Linked DNA regions of Sus scrofa: region 2 is linked to region 1. A link is a contact called in public HiChIP or PLAC-seq data. All regions are on one chromosome and are shown on one strand. Each heading gives the region's core, a stretch centred on a gene start, on an enhancer-like site or on the middle of the called end of the contact. The rest is flanking DNA. Distances are from core to core; before and after follow the strand shown. Region 1 overlaps LMF1 (lipase maturation factor 1). Region 2 has its middle 3.6 kb from the start of GNG13.

Region 1 (7,148 bases), core at 2,375-4,874:
GCAGAGCCGCCGCCTAAGCAAAGGCCGCGAGGGAAGGGCACCGCTGCCTCTGGCCGCCCAGGTCCAAGGTCTTCCCCGCCCAGCCCACAGCTCCACCGCCAGCCAGCTTGTGAGTCTGTGGAACAGGGGGCCCCAGGGCAGGGGTCGTTCCCACCCCCACAAGGCGCCTGACAGCAGCCCTGGTCTAGAGGCTACAGGGCCGGCTGCCAGGACCTGGAAGACCAAGCCCAAGTCTGCCTGGCCTTCAACCCCGGGTGGGGCCAAGGCCCATGAGGACGGCGCAGTTCATCCTCGCGGATCTGCCCACGAGTGAAAACGCCACCCTTTAACTGCTGGCCTTGGATGGCGGAAACGCAAAGGAAGCTGGCACACCTGTTCCTGATCAACCTCGGGGGCCTGGGAGCAGGAGAGCCGATGGCCCCTCCGGACTCAGGCCAACCGGTGCTGGCAGCTATGGAAGGTTCCAGAAACACTGGGTCACGTGAGGAGGATAGAGCCTGGTGAGACACAGGCGAGGAGGAGTCACGAAGAAGCCCCAGGTCGCCCCAGTGGGCCACATGGGGAGGCAGGCCAAGTGTGGACGCACTGACTCGTGGAGCTGGGGGGCACAGCCACAGCGACAACACAGGCGGGGCGTTTACGGGGCCTGGCCAGGTCTCAGCGCGCTCAGGGCGGGCTGAGCGAGCCGCGTGCCTGCTCCCGCAGCCACAGCCTGGCCCTGGGCTGCCCGCTGCCTCTAGGTGCAGCTCTGGGACAGGACCCTGAGAGCCGGAACCCGCGGGGCACACGACCCCAGCCTGCCCTCCGCCTCGAGGCCCTTGTTCCCACCACGAGGTGGGACGGCTGTGATCCCCCTCCTCCCTGCCACTGCCGAGACAAGGTCATAAAGAGGCTTTTCTGGCTCCGTTGAAAGTGTCGCTTCCCAAGTCTGAGGACCCGGGTCATCCCCTACAGAGCGCTATCCCCGCCACCGACGCTGCTCCCCCCACCAGAGGACCTGGCCGTCACCACCGCGAAGTGGATTCATGGGGCTCCCGCCGGCCGAGCTGTGCACACGCTGGACCACGTCAGGAGGGCGGTGGAGGGCAGTCAGGGTCCCAGCACAAGCAGGCCATCGGGGAGGGTGACTTGCCACGATGCCTTGCTCGGCAGCAACGGACCACACATCTGCTGAGAACACTCCCCTCCTGCGCTGGGGCTCCGTCGCAGATGCTGGCCAGGGCCAGCAGGAGCGGAGGGGGCGCCCACTTAAGAGAAGAGAGAGGGGCTCCTTGCGGAGCAGCAGCCACAGCACACGCGAGCAAGGCCGGGCAGGCACCCTGCCATGAGACCCAGACACGGGGGCTGCCGTGCCAGCAGAGATGTGCCGCGTGCACCTGCCTGGCGCCTCCTCGCTCCACGGTGACTTCCTGTCCCCCCCAGGCCGCCAGCTGGACAACACTTGAAAGTCGTCCCATCAACAGTGTCCATTATCTGAGCATCTCACCCCAAGAGATATCCTTTCCTCTCAAGTTACAATAAACAGGACATGAAAGAAGAGCGTCTCCCCTCACGCCGGGCACCGAGGTGAGGAGAGCCCGGTTTCCACGTCTGCGGCCTCTGTCGCCCAGTCCCTTTTCGGCCTCACTCTGAACACCCGAAACCAGCATCCGTCAAGGATGCTTGAGACCCCTTCCAGACCGAGGGGCCTGCCTCCAACAGCCTCCCCTGGGGTCCCATGTCTGGGCCCCAGCAAGCAGCCTGCAGTCCAGCCAGGGTCTGGTCAATAACCCACTGGTCTCCACTGACAGGTCGCTGTTTCCTTTTAGATTTTTCATCTACGACCCGCAAGGTGTCGCTCCGAGGGCTGAAGTGAATTCGAGCCACATTTCTTTACACACCAGGTGGAGGACAGAGCGTCTCCTCCCGTGAAAAAGTACAAGGCTCCAACTGGCCACACATACGTCGACCTGTTTTCAAATGCCGCTCTGACCCGCTCACGCACGGCGTGACTGAAGGGAACAGTGTGTGAGGTAAACCCGTCCGTGGTGCCGTTTTCCCAGGCATCACGTGTGGTCCTGCACGCCAGCCTCGAGGACACTGCAGAGCGCCCCGTGTGTCCCTCCATCACCCGGCTGTTAGAATGAGATGAGGGAGCCTAGAGCGCTCTCTCCTCCGACCCACACTGAAGTCACATGTCCCTGAGTTCCCTGGAGGCCCAAGGGCTGAGGGTCAGGCATTGTCAGTGCAGCAGCTCAGGTCACTGCTGTGGCACGGGTTCAACCGCTGGCCCAGGAACTTCCACATGCCACGCTTGCGGCCAAAACCAAACCAAACCAAATCACATGTCCTAAGGAAAAGGAGCCACTAACCAGAGAGCCTGGAGGCGGGCAGCGATGGCCTGCGGCCACCGAGAAGGCCAGACGCCAAGGTGAGAGCACCCCAGGAACGCAGGTGGGGAGGAGCAGGTGGGAGGGAAGGAGCTCCGTTCACCTCACAGCTGCCTGATGGGCCCCAGGGTCCGGCGCCGAGTGGGCACCAGCCCTGCTTCCACCCGCGCCGCCTGGGCTTGAGGAAGCAAAGGCTGTAAGTCAGATGTAAATGCCTTTCTCCTGGAAGCCGACACACCTTCCGTATGGAACTGAACCACCGGTGTCAGCACGTCCTGGCCGCCAGCCACTGGGGACGCTGCAGCTGAGCGGCGCCCGTGGCTGCTGCTTCTGATTCACAGGCTCATGCCAGGCAGCTGAGTCCCCGAGCCTCGGCCGAAACTCCTCCCCTGACGACCAGGGTGCTGTGGTCAACACAACGCGTCCACACCAGGCTCCCAGGAGCACGGATGGCAGGTGGGGTGAGAACTGGGCCTCCTCTGCACACTGCACTGTGGGCAGGTGTCTTCTGCTGTGACACTGGTGTCACTCGCACTTGCTCAGGGACCAGGGCCCAGACCACAGGAGACAGGATGAGGCCCATGACGGTACCTGGCACACGGGACAACCTTGGGACAAGATAAACCGACAAGTGGCACTGAGGACTCGGGCGTCTGGGTTAAAACTCACTCACTGTCGTGGACCACAACCTCGGCAGCGCCCCTGATGTGGTCCAGCACCCCAGAGCTTCAGGCCTCCCGATGAACCTCCCCCCCCGCCCCCGAGGCAGAGGCCCCAGCTGTGAACATCTAAGCAGGAGCCCAGAGCTGCCCCACTTCCTGCTCGTCTACACGGACAGCACCCCCCCCACTTCCTGCTGGTCTCCACGGACAGCGCCCCCCCCACGTCCCGCTCCTCTCTATGGACAGCGCCCCCCCTCACTTCCTGCTGGTCTCCACGGACAGCACCCCCTCACTTCCTACTCGTCTTCTCGGACAGCACCCCACTTCCTGCTCGCACCCCCCACTTCCTGCTGGTCTCCACGGACAGCGCCCCCCCCACTTCCTGCTCGTCTTCTCAGACAGCACCCCCCCACACTTCCTGCTCGCACCCCCCAACTTCCTGCTCATCTCCACGGACAGCGCCCCCCCACTTCCTGCTCGTCTTCTCAGACAGCACTCCCCCACACTTCCTGCCTGCACCCCCCCCACTTCCTGCTCGTCTCCACGGACAGCACCCCCTCCTCCCCATCCTCCTCATTCACACGGACAGCACCTCCGCCTCCGCCTCCTGCTCCTCCTCACACACCACAGCCTCCTCCGCTGCCTACACGCGCACCACCCCAATCTGACTCCTTCCACGTCCAGGGAGACGCCACCCTCTCCCACACCCTACTTTCCTACAGGACAGGGACCCGACCCCAGAGCTTTTTGTCGAGGCTTCGCCTTTTCTTAGAGCATCGTCTGTGCTTCCTCTGGTAGGTGACTCTGCCCAAGGGCTGGAGCCCAGAACCTGAACCAGGGGCCCCTCCTCCGCTGTGGGTTCAAACCTGGTCCGGGCTTCACAGCCCCTGGACTGTTACCTGGGCCTGGCTCAAGCCGCTGGCTGCACGGACACCCCCATCTGCATGCCCTCGGGATGCCCCCCTGCCGGGGAGCTGCCCCCCTCTTCTGATCTCTTGGTGCTGCAGCGGGGCTGGCCTGCCCTGTGCCCCCTATGGCAGGCAGCTCCTCTCCACCAAGGAAGGGACAGCTGGGGGCAGGCGCAGGGCTGTAAGAGTCCAAGCCAGGCCCCGCCACCAGAGTGCGCCCAGCAGCCCGCCCAGCGACGGCACCTCCATCCCACGGTGCCTGCTGGCTCTGGGAGGCTGGTGCCGTGATCTCAGGCGCGGCCATGGCACCCCCCAGAATCCCGATGACTCCCAAAGGAGGAAGGCTCCTGGGGGCCAGCCGTGTCTACCGTGGTCTAACGCAAACGGTGGCGCTGTCTGAACTAAGGTGAGAAGGAAGCTTGCCCGGGGGCTCCTGCTGCCGAGAGGTCTCAGGGCGCTCTGTGGGGGTGCCATTCCCAGGGCCTTGGCCTACCGCACCCACCCCTCTTACCAGATCTGCCCCACGTTGACCAGGGACATGTAGAGGAGCCAGAGAGCAGCCATGAGGGCCATGTTGGCACAGCCGGAGACCAAGACGAAAGAGGAGATGCCCAGCCCGAGGAGCGCCAGGGCGTCCAGGTTGGAGTCCATGTGAGTCCAGTCCAGCAGCCAGAGGACGGTGGGGGTGGAGCTGACGGCGTCCCAGGCGCGCCCTCGGAAGTGCTGCTGCACGCGCCTCAGGTAGGCCCTGCAGGGCAGCAGCCCCCTGTCGCCAATCAGCTGCTTGTTCTGCTGGAAGGCCACCAAGAAGGCCACGACTGGAAGGAAAAGGAGACAAGAGGCACGTGAGGGCAAGAAGCCCTCTGCGGACACCCATCCGGTCTATGGGGCTCGGCTGGGCGGGACCAGGCAGTGTGGCCCACGGTTTGGAACCAAAGCATGGCCTCCGGGGGTCTGAGTGCTTCACAGAATCCCAGTATTTGAGGACCCAACCTGAGACGTCACCACGTAGTCTCTGAACCACGTGCCCAACCTACGTGCGCTGCATCTCCTCCCACAGGGCACACGCAGACACGAGAGACACACCACGTGGTTTTGTTTTTGTTTTTTGCTTTTTAGGGCTGCTCAGGCAGCAGATGGAAGTTCTCAGGGAGTGAATATGAGCTGCAGCAGCTGGCCTACGCCACAGCCACAGCCACACGGGTTCTGACCTGCGTCTGCCACCTACACCACAGCTCACACCAACGCCAGATCCTTAACCCACTGAAGGAGGCCAGGGAATGAACCTGCCTCCTTATGGATGCTAGTCAGGTTCATTACCACTGAGCCACAATGGGAACTCCCACCACAGGATTTATATAAAATATGTGCCTCGTTACATAAAATGGTTAACTACCCCAGAAAGAACTTTGCTTAAAGAAAATGAACAATAAAACAATAAAACACTTATGTTAGAAAAATAGAAAGGCCTCAAATCTAAACTTATACTTTCAGAAATCAAAAAAAAAGTTACATACAAAACAAGCAGCAGAAAAGTAACTTTTAAAAAAAGGTGAAATCAATCAAACTTAAAACTAGGGGGAAAAACCCTAGAAAATCAATACAACCAAAACTTGGTCCTTCAGTAAGAGCCATATAATTGACAGGACTCTAGCTGGATCAGATGAGAAAAGAAGGGAACACGCCAGCATGAGGGATGGGGAAGGAAACAGGCCAAGGACCCCAGACATAAAGATAGTACAGGAAGACTACAAGTCTCCTTAAGACCAGAAATTCCACAACTTAGATGAAATACGCCAATTTCTTGAAAGACAAGCTATCAAGACTTACAACAGAAGAAACAAAGATAATACATCACAACCTGTTTCATCTCAGAAATGCAAGGCTGTATCATTCTTCAAAAAAAAAACAATCAGGAGTTCCCGTCGTGGCTCAGTGGTTAACGAATCCGACTAGGAACCATGAGGTTGTGGGTTCGGTCCCTGCCCTTGCTCAGTGGGTTAACGATCCGGCGTTGCCGTGAGCTGTGGTGTAGGTTGCAGATGCGGCTCGGATCCCACGTTGCTGTGGCTCTGGCGTAGGCCGGTGGCTACAGCTCCGATTCAACCCCTAGCCTGGGAACCTCCATATGCCGCAGGAGCGGCCCAAGAAATAGCAACAACAACAACAACAGCAAAAAAAAAAAAAAGACAAAAAAAAAAAAAAAAAACAATCAATGTAGGAGTTCCCATTGTGGCACAGTGGAAACGAATCCAACTGGTGACCATGAGGTTGTGGGTTCGACCCCTGGCCTCGCTCAGTGGTTAAGGGTCTGGCATTGCTGTGAGGTGTGGTGTAGGTCGCAGATGTGGCTCAGATCTGGCGTTGCTGTGGCTGAGCTGTAGGCTGGCAGCTGTAGCTCCGATTCAACCCCTCGCCTGGGAACCTCCATATGCTGCAGGTGTGGCCTTAAAAATAAAACACACACACACACAAAAAAAATGTAATTCATGACACTAACAAACTAAATTAACAAAAGCATAAGATAGTATCAACAGACACACACACACACACACACACACACACACACACACACACACACACAAAGGACATTAAAGAATACATTCACCATAAAAAGAAACTTTCAGCAAATGAGGAAGAGAAGGGAATGCCATCACTGTCCACAAGGCAGCTATGAAAAACCTAAGACAAGATCACACCTAAAGATCAGTGGGAGCTCCCGCTGCGGCTCGGTGGAAACGAACCTGACTCGCATCCATGAGGACACAGGTTCGATCCCTGGCCTCGCTCAGTGGGTTACGGATCCAGCACTGCCGTGAGCCCTGGTGTAGGTTACAGACGCAGCTCAGATTTGGTGTGGCTGTGGCGTAGGCCGGCAGCTGTGGCTCCGATTAGAACCCTAGGCCTGGCACCTCCATATGCCGTGGCCCTAAAGAGACAAAGAAGTAAACGAAGATGAGTGACTGGATGCTCTTCCCCAAAGATCTGGAACAAAACAAGAGCATCTCTCTCACTGCTCCTACCCCAGGCGGCACGGGCATCCTCGCCAGCACAGTGAGGAAAGAATGAGAAAAAAGGTACTGGTTTAGAAAGGAAGAGATAGAACTCTCTCTATTAACGGATGTCATTACGGCAGATACAGCGCATCCCAAAGAATCAGCACCACCAACGAAAGCCCTCGTGGCACTGACACAAAGTGGTGAAGGTCA
Region 2 (7,148 bases), core at 3,015-5,514, 130 kb before region 1:
GCTGTAGCCGCCAGCCTATGTCACAGCCACAGCAATGCGGGATCTGAGCCACGTCTGCTACCTACACCCACAGCTCACGGCAATGCCGGATCCTTAACCCGCTGAACGAGGCCAGGGATCAAACCCACATCCTCCTGGATGCCAGTCGGGTTCATTAACCCCTGAGCCACGACGGGAACTCCTGTGGGCACCGTTTGATTTCCTCATCGTGGAGCAGAGCTCCATCGAGACCACAGCTGAAAGCAACCTAAGAGGCCTTGGTGGTGATGCTTGAACACACCTGTGTCCTCATGGCGCCACCTACAGGTGGGCCCTGGGCCCGGGTGGGAGCTGTGGCCGGCAGAGCATCTTGGCCTCTGACTCAGCGGTGCTGTTTTCCGCCTGGGAGTGCCAGTCACACCCACTGCCCGATGGCCCCTTGGTGCTCAGAGCGGTCCCTGTGCTGACCCTGGCGGCCCCCTGTGACGGAGCCCACGGCTCCCTGCGGCGCTCGAGATGACACAGGCTGCTCTCAGGAGCCTGTGAAGCCCTCATCCTTGGTGAGTCCGGGGGCCCAGCTGACCCCTCTTTCTTACCTTCGTGGGAGGGTGGACTTTGAACCCCCGACTCTCCAGGGGTCCGGGTGGGTTTGGGACGAGCAAAGGCCCAGGGCTTCGCAGTGGAAGGAGGACACTCCAGAAGCAGTGAGACTTGTGCTCCGTCTGTCACCTCCTTGCAGTCACCCAGGGCAGGTCCAGGGAGACCAGCAGCCTTTCTGAAATTAGTGCCACTAACTGGGCTACTGGTGAGAACCAACAAGGCTCCTTGCTGGCCTAGAAATGGCAGCTCCCGGCTGCACACCTGCAGTCCTGACTGGGGCAGCAGCGCGGGCTGGGGTCAGGGGCAGGGAGACCCTGAGCTGGGGACCCCGTGTGCCGCTTTTAGGGCTCAGGAAGGATCAGAGGTGTGGGGCAGGTCTCTGAGGAGGATGGGGGTGCAGGAGGAGGGCATGTCTTGACCAGGTGGCACCTGCAGCCTGGTGCTGTCTGGATGTCACACTGCCCCATGGCCTTGCTGGGCAGGGGCTGGGGCCAGGGCCAGCCTCTCACCCAGTCCCTTCTCAGTGTGCAGGGAGTACTGGTGACCCAGCGCCACCCCCACTGCTGCCAGTTCTCCCTCAGGGTCCTCTGGAGGCCGGGGCTCTCCACGCATGGCGCCCCAGCAAGGGAGCACACAGCCCCGGCAGATCCAGCCTGATGTGCAGGTATGACGAGGCCCGTGTGAGACCACCTCCCCTTTGCAGCTTCTCTTCAGACCTTGGTGGGACAGATCCTACACATAGTCCTTCCAGGGCCACAGGCCTGGCCTCCGGTGAGGAAACTCAAAGACAAATGGCCTACACTGCAGGACCCAGGCCTGGTGGGGGACAGCAGGGGCCCAGCCTGCCAGCACTCCATCCCAGGGTGGACATGGGACCTTTGGGGTTACAACAGACTGAGCCCCCTCCTGAAGCACAGTGACAGTGGCCACAGGGGGCATACCAACTTATTTCCTATCCCTGGAAACAAAACTGGCATAGGCAAATGCAGGCATTGGAAGATACCAGAGAGGTTTTTAATTTCCCCCAGTTAAACAGAGCTCTTAAAAAACAGGTAGTTGTTGCAGTTCCCTTCGAGACTGAGCGGTTAATGAAGCCAACTAGCATCCAGGAGGATGTGGGTTTGCTCCCTGGCCTCGCTCAGTGGGTTAAGAATCCGGTATTGCCGTGAGCTGTGGTGTAGGTTGCAGACGCTGCTTGGATCCAGCGTTGCTGTGGCTGTGGGGTAGGCCGGTGGCTGTAGCTCCGATTCCACCCTGAGCCTGGGAACCTCCATATGCTGCGGGTTCGGCCCTAAGAAGCCAAAAAAAAAAAAAAAAAGGTAGTTCTTGAATAATCTTTGAAATTTTGAAAATTTTGCAATGATTTTTTTTTAAAGTATAGTTGATTTTATTTATTTATTTATTGTCTTTGTAGGACCACACCTGTGTCATGTGGCGGTTCACAGGCTAGGGGCTGAATCGGAGCTATAGCCGCTAGCCTACACCACAGCAACGTGGGATTTGAGCCACGTTTGCTGCCTACACCACAGCTCATGGCAACGCTGGATCCTTAACCTGCTGAGCAAGACCAGGGATCGAACCTGTATCCTCATGGATACTAGTCAGGTTTGTTTCCACTGAGCCACAAGGGGAACTCCCTGAAAATGATTTTCGAAAGTAACTTAAGCTCTTATACTCACATGTGGAAAACAAACAACAAATGACACCAGGGAATCATGGACTCTAGTCAGCATGGCCTCTGAGTCACAAAGTTTCAGGGACGCGACAGCTCTGTGGTCCATAGGTGACTCCATCTCATCCCTGCTCCTGCTCCAGTCCTGTCATGGTGCTGGCAGAGCCAGCATGGGGCGTGGGAAGACACACGTGGTCTGTATTTCAGGACTCCTGGGGCTCAGGAACAGGACAAGCTCACCATGTAGTTGGGGCCCAGGGTCTGCACCTGCCCAAGCACAGAACACTCTAGTGCCCACAGGTCACAAGGGGCCCCTCCTGATGAGGCAGATGCCACTCAGGCGTTCCTCGCATTGCTGGTGAGTCCACAGGTCTGCACCCCCAAAGGTGCCACAAAGTTGGGTGAGCAGGGTAGAGGCACACATCAGGTTACCGTGGGGGCTGTCTCTCTCAACTTGCAGCTGCACTGTCAGGTCCTCCCTGAGCATGGGGCAGTGGTGGCATGTGGCCATGTAAGTGTGGCTGGGGGCCTGCAGAGGGCCCCTTGCACTGTCTCACAGCTGACCCGACAGCCTCTGATGAAGTGATGCCAGGCTGGTCCAGCATGAGCACAGCCTGCTGTGGGCCAATTCCAGGAACAGCTCACCCCTGCTGCCTTCCAGAGGAAACAAATGCAGACCAGCCTAGCACACCACCCAGGATACCTCCTTGGGCCAGCAGCCAAGTTGGGGTGGGACTTGGGGCTTCCACAAGTTTTTTTTTTTTTTTTTTTTTTTTTTTTTTTGCTTTTTAGGGCCACACATGCAGCATATGGAAGTTCCCAGGTTAGGGATCTAATTGGAGCTGCAGCTGCCAGCCTACACCACAGCCATGGTAACGCGGGATACGAGCCATGTCTGCAACCTACACCACAGCTCACGGCAACGCTGGATCCCCCACCCTCTGAGCGAGGCCAGGGATCGAACCCGAAACCTCATGGCTCCTAGTCAGATTCGTTTCAGCTGCACCACGATGGGAACTCCGACAGGTGTGTTTCTGGTCCCCAGCAATACCTGCCACATGGAGGAGGACAAAAGAGACCTTCTAGAAAGAGCTTCCATGTCCAGAGCTTTTCCACAGAAGCGGAGGGGGACACCTGGAGGGACATCGCCCTGTCAGGTGGGGGCCTCGCCCCAAGGCACGCAAGATGCCAGCCTGCTCGCTGCCCAGGGTAAGTCTGATCAATTGGCTGAGCAGGAAACTGAGGCCTGGGGCTCTGGGGCTCTCCCCCAGGTCCCAGCCTCTTCTGCAGGCTTAGTGTCCCTTACTGAAGTGAATTCTTCCCTCCAGTGCCGGGAACACCTGGAATTCCTGGCCATCTGCTTATCTCATCAGAAGCTCTGGTGACCACACAGCCCAAGTGATTGAATGGGGAACCTAAAGTATCCCCGAGGTCTTTCAGAAAAGACCCCTGTCTTGAGCCAGGGGGCGGGGTCTCCACCGGGACGGTGCACGGTCACACGCCCAGGTCCAGTTCGGGGTCCCTCAGCTGGGCTGCTCCTGCCACTTCCTGACGGGGTCTGTGCAGAAGTCTCCTTTGCCCAGTCTGAGAGGCAGACGGCAGATCTACAGGAATGTAGACACTCTCCACCCCTGGAACTAAATCTCCCGGCGAGAAGGTCTGTCGTCTGACGCGGGAGAGGATCAAGCCAACTGCAGTCCCCGAGAGGGGCAAGCTCTGGCCTGTGGCTGTCCCCGGGAACACGCCCTGGACCAAGGAGCTCGCGGGGCGGGGACGGGCACGCGCCGGGCCCTCCCCACGCTCTGGGCTCCCAGGTGCGCCAGGCTCGCTGCTCGGGTTCGCCCAGAGCGAGTCTGTCCTGGGGACCCGGCCCGGGGAGGACCGGGCAGCGCAGGGGGCCGGCGGTCCCCCCAAACTCATCCGCCGCGACCTCAGGCCGCAGAACAGGGTCGGTAGGTTCCTCGCAAGGCCGGGATTCGACGGGAAACCGCGACGCAACAAATGCCGTCACTGAGCCCTAGGACGGAGGCGGACGGCTCGTTTGTCTAGAGCACTCGAGCCGAGCGAAGGTTTCCGGGGCTCTTAATGGCATTAACGTGGGTGTGCATCACGGAGACAGTTCTTTGCGGCTCTGCGGGGGAAGGCCTGCCGGCAGGCTCCGCACCCGGCCGGGTCACGGGCACAGCGGGCCGCGAAGCCCAGCCCAGAGTTGCGCGCCCCACCGCCGCCGCGGCCGCAGCGGAGCTCGAAGCTCCCCGCCCCTCGGGACAGCCCTTCCGGGTCAGGGATGGGGGAAAGGGGCGGGGCTAGTCCAGGGCCCGCCCACCGGCGCGAGGGGCGGGGCCTGCCGTACGTCGTCGCGCGTGACGAAGCCGTGTTCCCGCGGGGCGGTGGCGGCAGCGGCCTCAGGGCGGCGGTGGCGTGGAGGCAGCTGCTGGCGCCTCCGGCTCTCGGGGTTCCCTTGACCCGGCTTCTGTGGCCCCGGTTAGGTCATGGCCGGTGGCTTCGCAGGGGGACGGACGTTGCCATGGGTGAGCGTGACCGGCCGCGGAGCTCCGTGCCCAGAGGGGCCACGTTGGAGACGGACGACGGAGCGGGCGAGCCGCCGCTGCCCAGCCCGCGTCTCCTTCTCAGTCCGCCGTCTGTGGCTCCCCTCGGGGGTCCCTCCTCAGGTCCCTCCTCTCCGGTCCCTCTACCTGTGTCATCCCTCAGGTCCCCCCCCCCCCCAGGTTCTCTCAGGTCTCTCCACCATGTCCCCCCTCTGTTCCCTCCCCTCCGGTCCCCCCACCAAGTCCTCTCTCAGGTCCCCCCCTCAGTTCTCCTTCTCAGGTTCCCCTGCCATGTCCCCCCTCCGTCCCCTCCTCTCAGGTCCCCCCCTTCAGGTCCCCCTACCTGTGTCATCTCTCAGCCGCCCCCCCCCCAGTTCTCTCAGGTCCCCTCACCATGTCCCCCCTCCATTCCCTCCTCTCTCAGGTCCCCCCTCAGTTCTCCTCAGGTTCCCCCACCATGTCCCCCCTCCGTTCCCTCCTCTCAGGTGCCCCCCTCAGGTTCCCCCCCCCAGGTTCTCCCTCTCAGGTCCCCCCTCACGTCCCTCTGCCTGTGTCATCCCTCAGGCCCCCTCCCTAGTTCTCTCAGGTCCCCCCACCTTTTCCCCCCTCTGTTCCTCCTCTCAGGTCCCCTCCTCAGGTCCCTCTGCCTATGTTATCCCTCAGTTCCCCCCTCAGTTTCTCTCAGGTCCCTCCCCCTCCGGTCCCCCCCTCCGGTCCCCCCACCATGTCCTCTCTCAGGCCCCTCCCCCTCAGTTCTCCTCAGGTTCCTCCACCATGTCCCCCCTCAGGTCTTCTTCAGGTCCCCCCTCCGTTCCCTCCTCTCAGGTCCCCTCCTCAGGTGCCTCTGCCTGTGTCATCCCTCAGGTCCGCCCCCAGGTTCTCCCTCTCAGGTCCCCCCCTCAGGTCCCTCTGCCTGTGTCATCCCTCAGCACCCCCCCATTCTCTCAGGTCCCCCCACCTTGTCCCCCCTCCGTTCCCTCCTCTCAGGTCCCCTCCTCAGGTCCCTCTGCCTGTGTTATCCCTCGGTCCCCCCCAGTTTCAGGTCCCTCCCCTCCGGTCCCCCCACCATGTCCTCTCTCAGGTCTTCTTCAGGTCCTCCCTCCGTTCCCTCCTCTCAGGTCCCCCCCCCCCAGGTTCCTCTACCTGTGTCATCCCTCAGGTCCCTCCACCCATGTATCCCTTCAAGTCCTCTCTCAGGCCCCCCACCCATCTCGCCCCTCTGACTTCCCTTGATCCCAGATCTCCCCACCCACTCTGTCCCCTTCAGGGACCCCCTTTCCCCCCAAAGGGTTCTAGAGACCTGAGCGAGCCGTGTAGTGACTGTTCCGGCTGCATCTTGAGGTCTGTCGGGGAGCTGGACACGAGGCAGATTTGTGTTCGATTTGCAAGCTGGGTGCAGAGGACAAAGCGTGTCTTGTGATGTGAGTCAGTGATGGACTCCGGGTGCCGCTGTTGCGCGGCCTGTGGCTTGGACGGCAAGTGGGCGAGGCTCGCAGGGAGTGGAAGGGGCCTGTTGGAGACAGAGTCCAGGAGATGAGGGCCCAGGAAAGGAGTCGTGAGCTTGCTCTCCTGGGACCCGTGTCGGGTCTTGCCCTGCCACCATCTGCCAGGGTGTAGACGGCGGCTTGCACGGGGAGTGGTTCTGGTGCTGAGTGGGTGGAGGCCAGGGGTGCTGCTCGGCACCCACGCGCCCCTGCCACCCTGGCTTGGTGAGTCCAGAGTTCTGGCTTTGAGGCCGCTTCTTGCTCCTCCACAGCTGCTGTGTGCTGGGCAGCGCCTGGGTTGACGTCTCCCTCCCGGGTCGGTCTCTGATGGGCAGATGTGCCAGTGGCAGCGCGGGGGTGAGCTGCTTCCCCGGTGTCTGGAGGCCCTGAGCGGGTCTGGGCCGAGGTCTGTGGAGCTTGGTCTCCCGCCAGTGTCCCAGCAGCCCTGTCAGGACAGTTTCACGCTTCCGTCACCTGAATCATCCAAAATGACATCTGAGGCCCCGGGATTTTGCGCGGCTCCGAGCTGGGTCAGCTGGTGCACCTACCTGCCTGCCTGGCCCTGCCACTAGGTGGGGACACAGGCCCATGCAGCCGCTGTCGCTGTCCCATATCCACAGGCCAGGCCCACCTTTCCCTTTCTGTCTCGGGACCCTTTGGTTCTGAACCTTTTCAAGCTCCTGTTATGAGATGACAGCAGGGTATTTACTGTGTTAGGAACAAAAATGGAGACGCTGTTACGCTTAATACTTTTTACGGAAAACCGGCGATAATAAATCCGCTGCAGGTAGACGTGGCATCTTAACAAAAGACAGTTTTGTTCAGCCTTGGTTTTAGGCTTGTGCCGGTAGGTTGCTTAAAGGC

What was found. HiChIP or PLAC-seq counts read pairs in DNA pulled down with a chosen protein or histone mark.
Region 2: a contact with region 1 is called in an H3K27ac HiChIP or PLAC-seq map of alveolar macrophages. The contact joins two enhancer-like sites. A contact is called at or near these places in 1 of 47 Hi-C or Micro-C datasets (epiblast stem cells) and 1 of 2 datasets of contacts at active chromatin or transcription factors (alveolar macrophages).

What each region holds. Positions count from the first base shown.
Region 1 is chr3:40,855,652-40,862,799 of Sscrofa11.1, reverse strand. It overlaps LMF1 (lipase maturation factor 1), which reads right to left. Exons shown (of 11, transcript XM_021086874.1): 2 at 4,451-4,757. Among named protein-coding and RNA genes, the nearest start is that of LMF1, 18 kb to the right of the region's middle. Within about 2 kb of position 3,624, at least 13 of the 83 cell types and tissues checked have an H3K27ac peak or open chromatin away from gene starts, as enhancers often do. A contact at or near this core is called in alveolar macrophages, where this site is marked.
Region 2 is chr3:40,990,382-40,997,529 of Sscrofa11.1, reverse strand. No RefSeq gene overlaps it. Among named protein-coding and RNA genes, the nearest start is that of GNG13, 3.6 kb to the left of the region's middle. Within about 2 kb of position 4,264, at least 68 of the 83 cell types and tissues checked have an H3K27ac peak or open chromatin away from gene starts, as enhancers often do. A contact at or near this core is called in alveolar macrophages, where this site is marked.